2 separate regions of the Sus scrofa genome follow, and region 1 is linked to region 2. Evidence: chromatin contacts called from public Hi-C data. All regions are on one chromosome and are shown on one strand. The core of a region is the stretch at or near the end of the contact, and the rest is flanking DNA. Distances in the headings are between cores, read along the strand shown. Region 1 holds the start of DNAH2 (dynein heavy chain 2, axonemal). Region 2 holds the start of SAT2 (spermidine/spermine N1-acetyltransferase family member 2).

Region 1 (4,917 bases), core at 580-3,079, 69 kb after region 2:
ATGAGGGTTCGGGGAGGAGGGAAAGCCTGAGACTGGGAGGACGCAGTGAGATGAAGGGTCCTGGGCCACAACCCCTCTGCTCATTTCCTTTGGGAGGTCCTGGGCCAGAGGTAGCCCGGCTGCTCCTCAGCGGCCCCCTGGAGGAGCTGGGGACAGGACCTCGTCACAGCTGTGGTTGCCCCGCTTCAGCCCTTCCCCCTACCTCCACCTCTGTTGATGAGCTTCAGCAGTGTTTAATCGGATTGAGCAGTAATTAGCAAAGCAAGATGTTTGATTACCTATTTAGCATAATGTAGGGGGCTGGGATCCCTAGGCACAGCCAAGGTTGTGTGTGTGTTGGGGGGGTGTTCAGAAAAGAAATGGGGTCTACACAGCATTCCCTTCTCTGAGGAAGTCATGAGCCCTGCCCGCAAGTCTCCCCAGGTTAGCCCTTCCTTCAAATCTTCACTCCTTTGGGGGACTGAACCAATCACCGTCACTTCTCTGCCAACCTCTGCCTAACTGGTTAGAAGATCACCCACTTCCATCTGCTTCCTGTGCAGCTGGCTTTGGGGTGTGGCAGGACCCCTCTCTCCTTCAATCCTTGCTGTCGGCAACAGGAGTGTGGGCTGGGCAGGAGCCCAGAAACCCACTTTAAGGATAATGGGGCTCTCGTGATGCCAAGGGCCAGGGGTTGTCAATTCTGGGGGAAAAAATGTGGTAGGCAGGATGGTGAGAGCTAAGCTGGGTCTAAGTGTGGATGGGCCCTACAGGAGTACCAGGGTCTGCCACTCCTCGCGGTGCCAGACTGGCATAATGAGATCCGTCAGGTGTGAACACCGCCCAGGAAAAGGGGGAACTGAGGTGCCAGCTTCTCTCCTCATCCCGAGAAGAAAATGTCATCAATTTAGCTCTTCATGGAAATGTAATCAGTGGCTCGCTGCTGGCTTTGTCTTAATTAGGCACTATTGATGGAAGCAGGGAGGGTGCCTTCCCATCCCCCAGATTCGCTTCTTCTCTGGATCTCCCAGGCCTCCCTAGAGCTTCTACCAGCCCCAGGTACAGCTCAGTCTTCCAGGCGCTTCTCCGGGCAGCCCCAGCCCGCAGCGCCCCCTAGCACCTGCGGCGGTCTGCCCCTTTTCTCACACCCCTGTCCTCGCTTCCCCAGGACTCAGCCTTTGTTCTTACGGAGAGCCGAGCCCCTCCCCGGCCCGGTCACCTTCCCCAGAGAGTCCCCGCCTCCTGTCCCCCCAAAACGAGCGACGCTTTCCAAAGCCAATCCTCAGATTCCCCAAATTCCAGTTCCGTTCTTCCCTCTTTCCCCCGCCCCGCGCTGCCAGGCGATCCTAGACCCCAGTCCGAACTAAGAAGGGGGAACAAGCAGGAGGGCAGAGGTGCTCCAGCCCCGGTTTTTCCCCCGGACTCAGCTGCAGCCACGGCTGCCTCGAAATCCTGGAGCGCCTTCTAGGGCGCGCGTGAGCCTCGCCGGCGGAACCCCCGGCGCCATCTGCTGGACTCGCCCGGGATGGAGCCCACAGACCCCGGCGCGGGGTCGGGCGCTCAGGTTCCCCCAGCCTGTTTGGTGTCCTGCAGGAGGCTGCTCATTGTTCCCAGCCCCAGGCCTTCCAGCCTGTGTTCCGACCAGACCCCCCGCCACCCTCCAGCCTGCCAGGTCTGGCAGCTTTCCCTTGCCCCCCAGCCCTGTTGCCCCTGGTCCCCGCCGGGGAGACACGGGACCAGCGGGGCAGGGAGCCTGGGGTCCGGACTTCACTGCGCCTGCGCCCAGGAGGCCGAGCTCGCGGGCTCGCGCCCCAGCCACCCGCCCCCTCCCGCTTCGGTTGCCATGGTGACGCGTGCAGGCGCGGGCCCGAGAGGGCCACGCGGGGCAACTTGTTAGCTGAAGGGGCCGGTCGGTCGGCCTAGGGAGGAGAGGGTCGGCGTCGTGAGGTGTGTGTCGGGGGCAGAGGGGAGGAGGGGAGGAATGCCCGGGAGAGCCGGGAGGTGCGGAAAGAAGGGGCAGCGGTGAGGGGGTAGGAGGGAGAGTTGAGGGGGGCGGGGAAAGGGGCAGCTGTGGGGGAGGGGAGAGCAAGGGGCAGTTGTGGGGAGAGGAAGGGGCAGTTGGAGTTGAGATGAAGAAGCGGGGACGGTTGTGACAGTTGTGTGAGGAAGCTCCTGGGAGGGGAAACTGGCTCGCTGGCAGCCACTGGGGGTCGGAGGAGAGGGCCGGCCCGCTGCGGTGTTTCCCGAGTAATAGAAAGAGTCCCAGGCTCGTGGAAAGCTCCTCCTGGGGTCTCGGAGTGGGGCCATGGCGTGAACCCCGTGGGGAGAGGGCTCCCAGCCTGGCCAGCGGAATGTTCCCGAGGCTCCACTTGGAGGCGGGGAAGCGCAGCCTGTCGCTTCTCTGGAGGCGGGTGGCGGAAGCCCGAAGCCGCCCTGCCCCAGTTGGCTGTATTGATGTGCTGGCCTAATAGAACCGTTTTCCTTGGAGCACAGCCTTCAAGTTTGAAACTCATAACCTCTGATCAATGCCGGCGGCAGCCTGTGGGGATGAGAAAGAAAAGCCACAGGTGGCTGTCAGGCCAGAGCTGAGTGAAGAGGGAATGGCCGCGAATCAGACCTTGCCCGCCAGGGATGCCCGGCCCCCCGACGTCCTCCTTTTCGGAGAGAAACGCTGCTGGGGCCTTCCTCACCACCCCCCATCCTCTTCTCCCCTCCCCAGACACCATTTGAAATTCGCCATTGGGTGACGTTTGTCTTTCCTTCCTCCAGTCTGTTCTCAGGGCATCTAGAATCCTGCTCTTCACCTTCATTATCCCTTAGCTCGGAATGACTCAGCCAGCCTGTGCTAAGAGACCTTTTCAGTACCCACGGAGCGGGGTTCCTACCCCCCAGGAAGGAAAAGCTAAAGAGAGGGGGTTCCTACCCCCAGGAAGGAAAAGCTAAAGAGACGTGTTGCAAATGCTGTCGTTTCTTTGCTTAAGGAGGTTGCAGATTTTAGTGGGAGGAGAGGGGGCATTTTTCTGTTTCCCCCTCTTTGGGGGGAGGGAACTTGGGAGGAAAGGAAGGACATGGGAAAATCATCTTGTTGCTTGGTAACTTGACACAGTGACAAAAGGTGTGGAACGTGGGGACAGTCTTCCCCTCCCTGTGCCCTCCCACTCATCCACGGCCCTGACGGTTTGTGCAACCACACCTCAGCGTGTAGATCTTTTCATGAGAACCTTACACCTCTGGGCAGAGGTTCCTGACTCCTCATTAGTGGGGTGGGCCCCCCTTTTTTTCTTTTTAATGTCAGACCCATGGCACATGGACGTTCCCAGGCTAGGGTTCAAATCGGAGCTGCAGCTGCTGGCCTACGTCACAGCCACAGCAATACCAGATCTGAGCCGTGTCTGCAACCTACTCCACAGCTCATGCTAGCTCTGGATCCTTAACCCACTGAGTGAGGCCAGGGATCGAACCAGCATCCTCATGGATACTAGTCATGGTCTTAATCCACTGAACCACAACAGGAACTCCTGGGCCATCATCCTTAGCTTCCACTTATTCCTGAGGCCTTGAGGGACTGACTTTGATTTTTAACCCAATGTGTCAAAGAAAGTAGACTATCCCAGGGAAAAGACAGGGGGGATCCGGTTGTGGACCCCCAGCTTCCCTGTGTCTGCAGGTTTTGTCTACACGATGTCCAGCAAAGCTGAGAAGAAGAGGAAAGTGAGTGGCCGGGGAAGTGCTCGCCGGCGAGCCGCCCAGGCTGCGCTGGCCCCACAGGCCGAGGAGACCACCCCGCCGGCCAGCAGGGAGTCCCAGGCGGAGCCCGAGTCTCTCAAGGAGGAGCTTGGTAGGTCCAAGCTAGGGAGGGGCTTGGAGGCAGAATTATTTAAAGAGGGTCTTGGGGCTGGGAGCAGCTTCTCTTGCTTTTGGATCAAAAGCAAGGGGTTGGGTGGAATCTCAGATCTGCCGCTGCCGCTAGGTCCCTTGTATTGTGTTCCCCCCCCCCCCCCGACCACCCTTATACTTGTTCTTTCTGTCTTAAAATTCCCCCCCAGTTCACCGAGAGCTCGCTAGCCAGCCCTCTCTCGTAGCCTCTTCCTCCTTGTTGCAAGTGTTCCTGGTTCCTCCTACCCCAGTGAAGAGGGTTTGATCTCTTCCTTTTTCCCGTTTTCACCCTGGGTGGCAAAACAAATAATGTTTTCCTCCCATTAAGCCCATCACCATGGAGACTCAGGCTGCTTTGCCATCCTTTGAATCCTAAGCCCGACGGATGCTTTCTCCCATCTGTTGAAGGCTCTTGTATCTCCGCCCTCATTTTGGCAGGGCCCTGGTAGACGAAGGAGGTTCAGGTTCAGGGCCACAGGAAAAGAAGCCTGACGTCTAGATTGAGGAAGAAAGGAGTTTAAAGAGGCTGCCTCTTGTGGCTTTGATCTGAGATTCCTCCCTGGTGGGTGAGCTGGGGCCAGTAGGGTTGGAAGGTTTCTGGTAGCTGTTGCTGGGCTGTCCTGAGAGCACGGGCCAGTGTGGGTATGGCTGTGAGCTAAGTATAGGCCTCCCCTTTTACCTGGGGCTTCTTTACACTGCCAGCAGCCTGTCAAGACGGGGAGAAAGAGAAGTAGAATCCTTTTTTAATATTAAACGTTGAGAGAGAAAGCCTGGGCGCGGGAGAAAGGCCTTGCCCTGGGATCTAGACATTAGAAATGGGCAATTTTTTTCCTTTTGAGTTCTCTTAAAATCAGTTTAAAATGGAACTGGCTCCAGGACGCTGGGTCCCAGGAGGGGGGAAGGGAGGAGGGGAGGCAGTGAGGTTCAATTCGGAGAACCCTCCGGGGCGGGAAGGGAAGGAGCTTCTCAGTGAAAACACTGACCACCTGTACAGCACAGGGAGATGTGTGTGATTGGGTCACTTTGTTGTACAGCAGAACTTGATGAAACATTGTAAATCAA
Region 2 (5,227 bases), core at 304-2,803:
TGGCAAGGCCTCTTCCTCACTTTGCTCCTTCCCTTTGGGACTATTCACCACCAATCCTCCTTCCTTCAGGGAGGCCTTGGTCCGTAGAGACAGTCTCTGAGGAGTGCTTGAGCTGGTGGGGCTGGAGAAGCCAAAAGAGTGATCCCCAAGGGATAATGTCACTTTCCTGCCAACTCCCTCATTGCCTCTCCCTCGAAGCGAAAGGAATGCCAGCCTTCCGCTTCCGTCAGATCTCGGGCTCCTAGGGTCTTGTACAAGTCCACGGCCTTCTTGTTCCAGTCCAGGACTGCCAGGCGGAACTGGGAGCAGCCCTTATCCAGGGCCACCTATGGGAGAAGAATCGCTCACTTTCCGGGGGTCAAAAAGGAAAAGGCCTTCTCACCTGCCATTCAACCCAGGTGCCTCCCATCTGGCTTGGCTTTGCCAGGGCCCAGCTTGTAGCCCCACCCCTCTCCTCACCTCAGCCACTTTTTTGATTATTTTGGAACCAATCCCCTGACCTGATGTAGGGAGAAAAAAGCAAAAAGAGGGATTGTCTGAGCTGAAGGGGATCAGAAAAGACCACAGGCTACGATTAAGGGGCAAAAGATGGGGCAGTCTATGGGGTGATGATTTCTTCCCACCCCAGTCTTGCCCAGTACCCCGATATTCTGGCTTCACGTAGATGTCTTCCAGATAAATATTCCGTCCGGTCCATGTGCTATAGATGAAGTAGTACAGCCCATAGCCCACCATGCAAGACCCTGAGAGAGAAAAAAGAAGGGCAGGTGACTGGGCGCCTGGGGGAGCGACCTCTGAGGCTGACTGCAGGGGGCCCCTCTGAGGTCGGGATGTTCTTACCCTGTGGCTCCCCAGGGGCAGGAAGAATCTCTGCTACCAAACAGTGAAAGAAAGGATTCTCTCCGAAGCCGTCTGCTCTCAGGGCTGCAGGATGGGAGTTGCGACAAAGAGATAGAGAGAGAAGGCCTGGATGTGTGCCCAGCCTGGAGCTACTGCCTGAACTCATCCCTCACTCCCTCCCCAGCCTCCAGCAGGAGCCAGGTGTTGGGCCTCTACCTTCTTCACTGATCTTCACCTGGTCGGACAGTTTCTCGTACTCGGCGAGTTCCTATGGCGTGGGGGGCAGAGACAAGATTAAGGCAGGAGGTCTCCCTGCTCCCCGAGCAGGACCCCAGGGAGCCCTTCTCCCTCTGCTCCCACCTTCTCCTTCCCGCCCCACTCCCGCCGCGCCGCTCTGACCCCCTCTGGGACCCTGGTTTCCGGCCCGCATCTTTCACCCGAATCATCCTCAGGATATTTCCACAGTCTCCCTCCTTGGCCTCTCGGATGAGCACGGAAGCCATTCCGATCCTCAACGTCTGGGACCAAAGTCCAGGACCCCCACTTCCGCTCTGGAGCACCGGGCGAAGAGCAACTGGGACCCTTTAAGAGGCCTACAAATTCGGATCCCGGGAAGCCGGGGGCACGGGTGGGAAGCGAGGCGGTGAAGGAGCCGCGGGCTGGAAAGCCGAAGTCCAATTCCGGCTACTGCGGGGGGAGCGACAGCGACTAGGCGAGGGGTCTTCACTGCCTGGTAGCCTCTAAATTCGGCAGGGGCAGGCGCGCACCAATCAGCCAATCAGCTTGCAGAGAAGGCATGTCCCCGCCCACCCCAGCCCAGCCCCCTTGACCAGGTCTCGTGACCGCGCCTCTGGGCAGGGGTCAAGGCTGGACTGCCGAGGCTTCTTCGCGGTTTTTTGGGTGTTCCAGGCTCCACCGGAGAGAGAAAGCCCACGGCTCAAAAGACACCTTCTTTAACTGAAGTGTGCAGAATCTGCTGTACCATTTACTCAAACTCACCCATTCCAGCCCACCCACCTGGGACGAGCCCCAAACCTCCTTCTGGCTCAAAGTGTTACTTCTCTTAGGAGCCTTTGTATTTTAAAATAGGCCAGGGACATTGCAAAATAAACTATAATTTATTTTTATTTATTTACTTATTCATTTTGCTTTTTAGGGCCGCACCCGTGGCATATGGAGGTTCCCAGGTCAGGGGTCAAATCAGAGCTGTAGTTGCCAGTCTGTACCACAGCCACAGCAATGCAGGATCCGAGCCATGTCTTCAACCTACACCACAGCTCACAGCAACGCTGATCCTTAACCCACTGAGCAAAGCCAGGGATCGAACCCGCAACCTCATGGTTCCTAGTCAGATTCGTTAACCACTGAGCCACAACGGAAACTCCCAAACAAATTTTTTTTAAGAATAAAATAATAGGAGTTCCCGTCGTGGCACAGTGGTTAACAAATCTGTCTAGGAACCATGAGGTTGCGGGTTTGATCCCTGGCCTCGCTCAGTGGGTTGAGGATCCAGCGTTGCCATGAGTTGTGGTGTAGGTCACAGATGGAGCTCCGATCCCCCATTGCTGTGGCTGTGGCATAGGCCAGGGGCTACAACTCCGATTTGACGCCTAGCCTGGGAACCTACATATGCCACGGAAGTGGCCCTAGAAAAGACAAAAAAAAAAAAAGGTAAAATAATAAAATAAAATGGATCAGGGAGAGGGTGATGAATTTCTGGTGGTAAATGGTTAGGCCTTGTAGGAAACTGATAAGGGAAGATAATGGGGGGTGGGGGCTTGGGGGGGGGAGTCTCTCAGTATCTGCTGAATCAGTCAGTGGATACAAAGACAATACCTCCCTATGAGGCAAACCTCAGAGCTTGTGAGAATATTGAGGAAGGAGCTCAGAGCAGATACCAGGCGCTGTGCCTGCATTATCCCCATTCATCCTCGTTCACAGTAACCCCATAAAGTATTATTTTTCACGTTTCACAGAGGAGGACACTGAAGCATGACAGTGGGGTGACTTGCCCACAGTCACCCAGCTAGTATTTGAGGTTCCATGTCTCAGCTGTAGACCTCACGGAGGATGCTACTTGGGGAGCCAGGCAGGACTGCTTTTAGAGCTCATGGTTGTCAAGGCAGCCTCCGCAGGTGGGTGGAAGGCTTGGAGGACCCAGGTCAGGCTCTAGAGGGAGAGGGGAAGTAGGTGTCGTCTTCCAGCTCTTCAATTTCTCCGCAGTGTGGGAGGGTGGTCCTCAGAGGGGCAGGAGGGTCAGGGGCCCTGTCTCCCCCACTTCTCCCCACCGCCAGCAACCTTTAACCCTTCCCCAACCATGTGCCAGGGCTGCCTGCCCCCACGCATTCTCCCCAGAGTTGTCAGAGGCACAGAGAAGGCCGAGGTTGATTATGGAGAGCAGAGGGCCTCGGGCCACATGGCGTGGGCTGCTGCGGCCACCATTGCCACCTCCCAGCCATGAAGAACAGGCCCTGAGACGTGATCTCCTGATCAGGTGCTGGGCAGAGAGGGGCTCAGCCCTGCACTCTTCTTTCTGTCCTCCTCCTGCCTTGGAGCAGTGCCTCGCTCCCTCCCTCGCTCCCTCCATCTGTCTCTGGCTTGTCCTTATTTCAACTTAATAATTTTTCTCTCTGACAGAGGCCTCAGGACCCTCCTGCTCTGTGCCTCGAAATGGCCATGGACAAGAGCCTGTCACCATCAGGACCTTTAGCCTAACCAAGATCACAAAGGATGAGGTTGACCTCGTTCCTTGACCTAGTCCTCTGACCTCACCCTCTCTCCATCAGCTGCTGTTTTCTTTTTTTCTTTTTTTTCGTCTTTTTGCCATTTCTTGGGCTGCTCCCGCGGCATATGGAGGTTCCCAGGCTAGGGGTCGAATCGGAGCTGTAGCCACCGGCCTACGCCAGAGCCACAGCAATGCAGGATCCGAGCCACGTCTGCAACCTACACCACAGCTCACGGCAACGCCAGATCATTAACCCACTGAGCAAGCGCAGGGACCGAACCCGCAACCTCATGGTTCCTAGTCGGATTCGTTAACCACTGAGCCACGACGGGAACTGCTCCTCTTTTCTTTTAATTGACGTAGGGTTGATTAACAATGTTGTGGTAGTTTCTGGTATACAGTCAAGTGTCTCAGTTTTATATGTATATATTCTTTTCCAGATTCTTTCCCATTATAGTTTATTACAAGATCCTGGATATAGCTTTCTGAGCTACACTGTAGGACTTTGTTGTTTATCTATTTTATGTGTAGTAGTGTGTATCTGTTAGTCCCAAACTCCCAATTTAGCCCTCCCCCCTTTCCTCTTTGGTAACCATAAGTTTGTTTTCTATGTCTGTGAATCTGTTTCAGTTTTGTTTTGTGTGGGTTTTTTTTTTTTTTTTTTTTTTTTTTTTGGTCTTTTTTTCCTTCTAGGGCTGCACCCATGGCATATGGAGGTTCCCAGGCTAGGGGTCTCATCGAGCTGAAGCCACCGGCCTATGCCACAGCCACACCAACGCCAGATCTGAGCCAAGTCTGCAACCTGCACCACAGCTCACAGCAATGCTGGATCCTTAACCTGCTGAGCAAGGTCAGGGATCGAACTTGCAACATCATGGTTCCTAGTCGGATTCGTTAATCACTGAGCCACGACGGGAACTCCCCCAGCTGACTCTTCCAAGTACGTGTTCCTTCTGCCATACTAGGCTGTCTCTGAAGAAAGCCGCGGAGGGAGGCCCCAGGGGGCTCTGATTCTTCTCCTGTTCTTCCTGCAGGTGGAAGAGAAGATCCACGTGGATTCCGTGCTTCCGGGGGTGGATGGGGAGCAGGTGCCGCATCTGAGACAGGTCTCCGGGCCACGCGATAACAAACCCCAGCCCATCCTGACGATGGCGCTGGGGGGCTGCTCTTCCCTGACTCCAATCTCCGGTTGCTGGTAACTGCACCACAGGGGCAGGAACCATGACCAAAGCTGGTAAAGCACTGCTGGCTGGGTGGCCATGGGGGCTCCAAGTCCACACTCCAAGGAGATGGGATGGGGTGAGAGCTACCTGGAGGGCCAAATGCTTGTGTCTTGGAGGGAACAAACAGGGTGGGGAGGCCGGGACTGGGGCTCAGAGATCCGGATTCCAACATCCCCCGCATCTTCCCTTCCCCCCACGGGCTCCAGCTGGTCCCTGCCCTGGATGGCTGCCTGTGCCGGAATAACTGGCTGGACCAACAGGCCCAGACCTCAGCATCTGTCCCCACGAGTCTCAGAAGCTGTGCTGTGGAGTCTCAACCTGGGATATTCTTCCCTCCACGCACTGGTGCAGAATTCAGTCTCCACGGTCAAGGCTATTTTTCCCTCCGTGGTCTGCTCTGTGTCCTTTTCCCTCTACCGGTAACCCCTTCCCTCCATGC

Evidence for each region. A called contact is a pair of places that touch in the nucleus more often than the background predicts.
Region 1: a Hi-C map of embryonic fibroblasts shows a contact between it and region 2, with 4 times the contacts expected there. The contact joins the promoter of DNAH2 here to the promoter of SAT2 in region 2. A contact is called at or near these places in 1 of 5 promoter capture datasets (fetal liver), 7 of 47 Hi-C or Micro-C datasets (alveolar macrophages, embryonic fibroblasts, heart right ventricle and 3 more) and 2 of 2 datasets of contacts at active chromatin or transcription factors (alveolar macrophages and skeletal muscle).

Annotation. Positions count from the first base shown.
Region 1 is chr12:52,980,388-52,985,304 of Sscrofa11.1, forward strand. DNAH2 (dynein heavy chain 2, axonemal) reads left to right here and starts at 1,830. Exons shown (of 89, transcript XM_013981316.2): 1 at 1,830-1,926; 2 at 3,647-3,817. The coding sequence starts at 3,661.
Region 2 is chr12:52,911,761-52,916,987 of Sscrofa11.1, forward strand. SAT2 (spermidine/spermine N1-acetyltransferase family member 2) reads right to left here and starts at 1,554. Exons shown (of 6, transcript NM_001129962.2): 1 at 1,278-1,554; 2 at 1,057-1,108; 3 at 841-924; 4 at 642-743; 5 at 460-500; 6 at 1-326. The coding sequence starts at 1,343. The coding sequence ends at 159. It overlaps SHBG (sex hormone-binding globulin), which reads left to right and starts at 2,951. Exons shown (of 7, transcript XM_021066315.1): 1 at 2,951-2,975; 2 at 3,478-3,575; 3 at 4,600-4,717; 4 at 4,720-4,760; 5 at 4,995-5,227. The coding sequence starts at 2,951.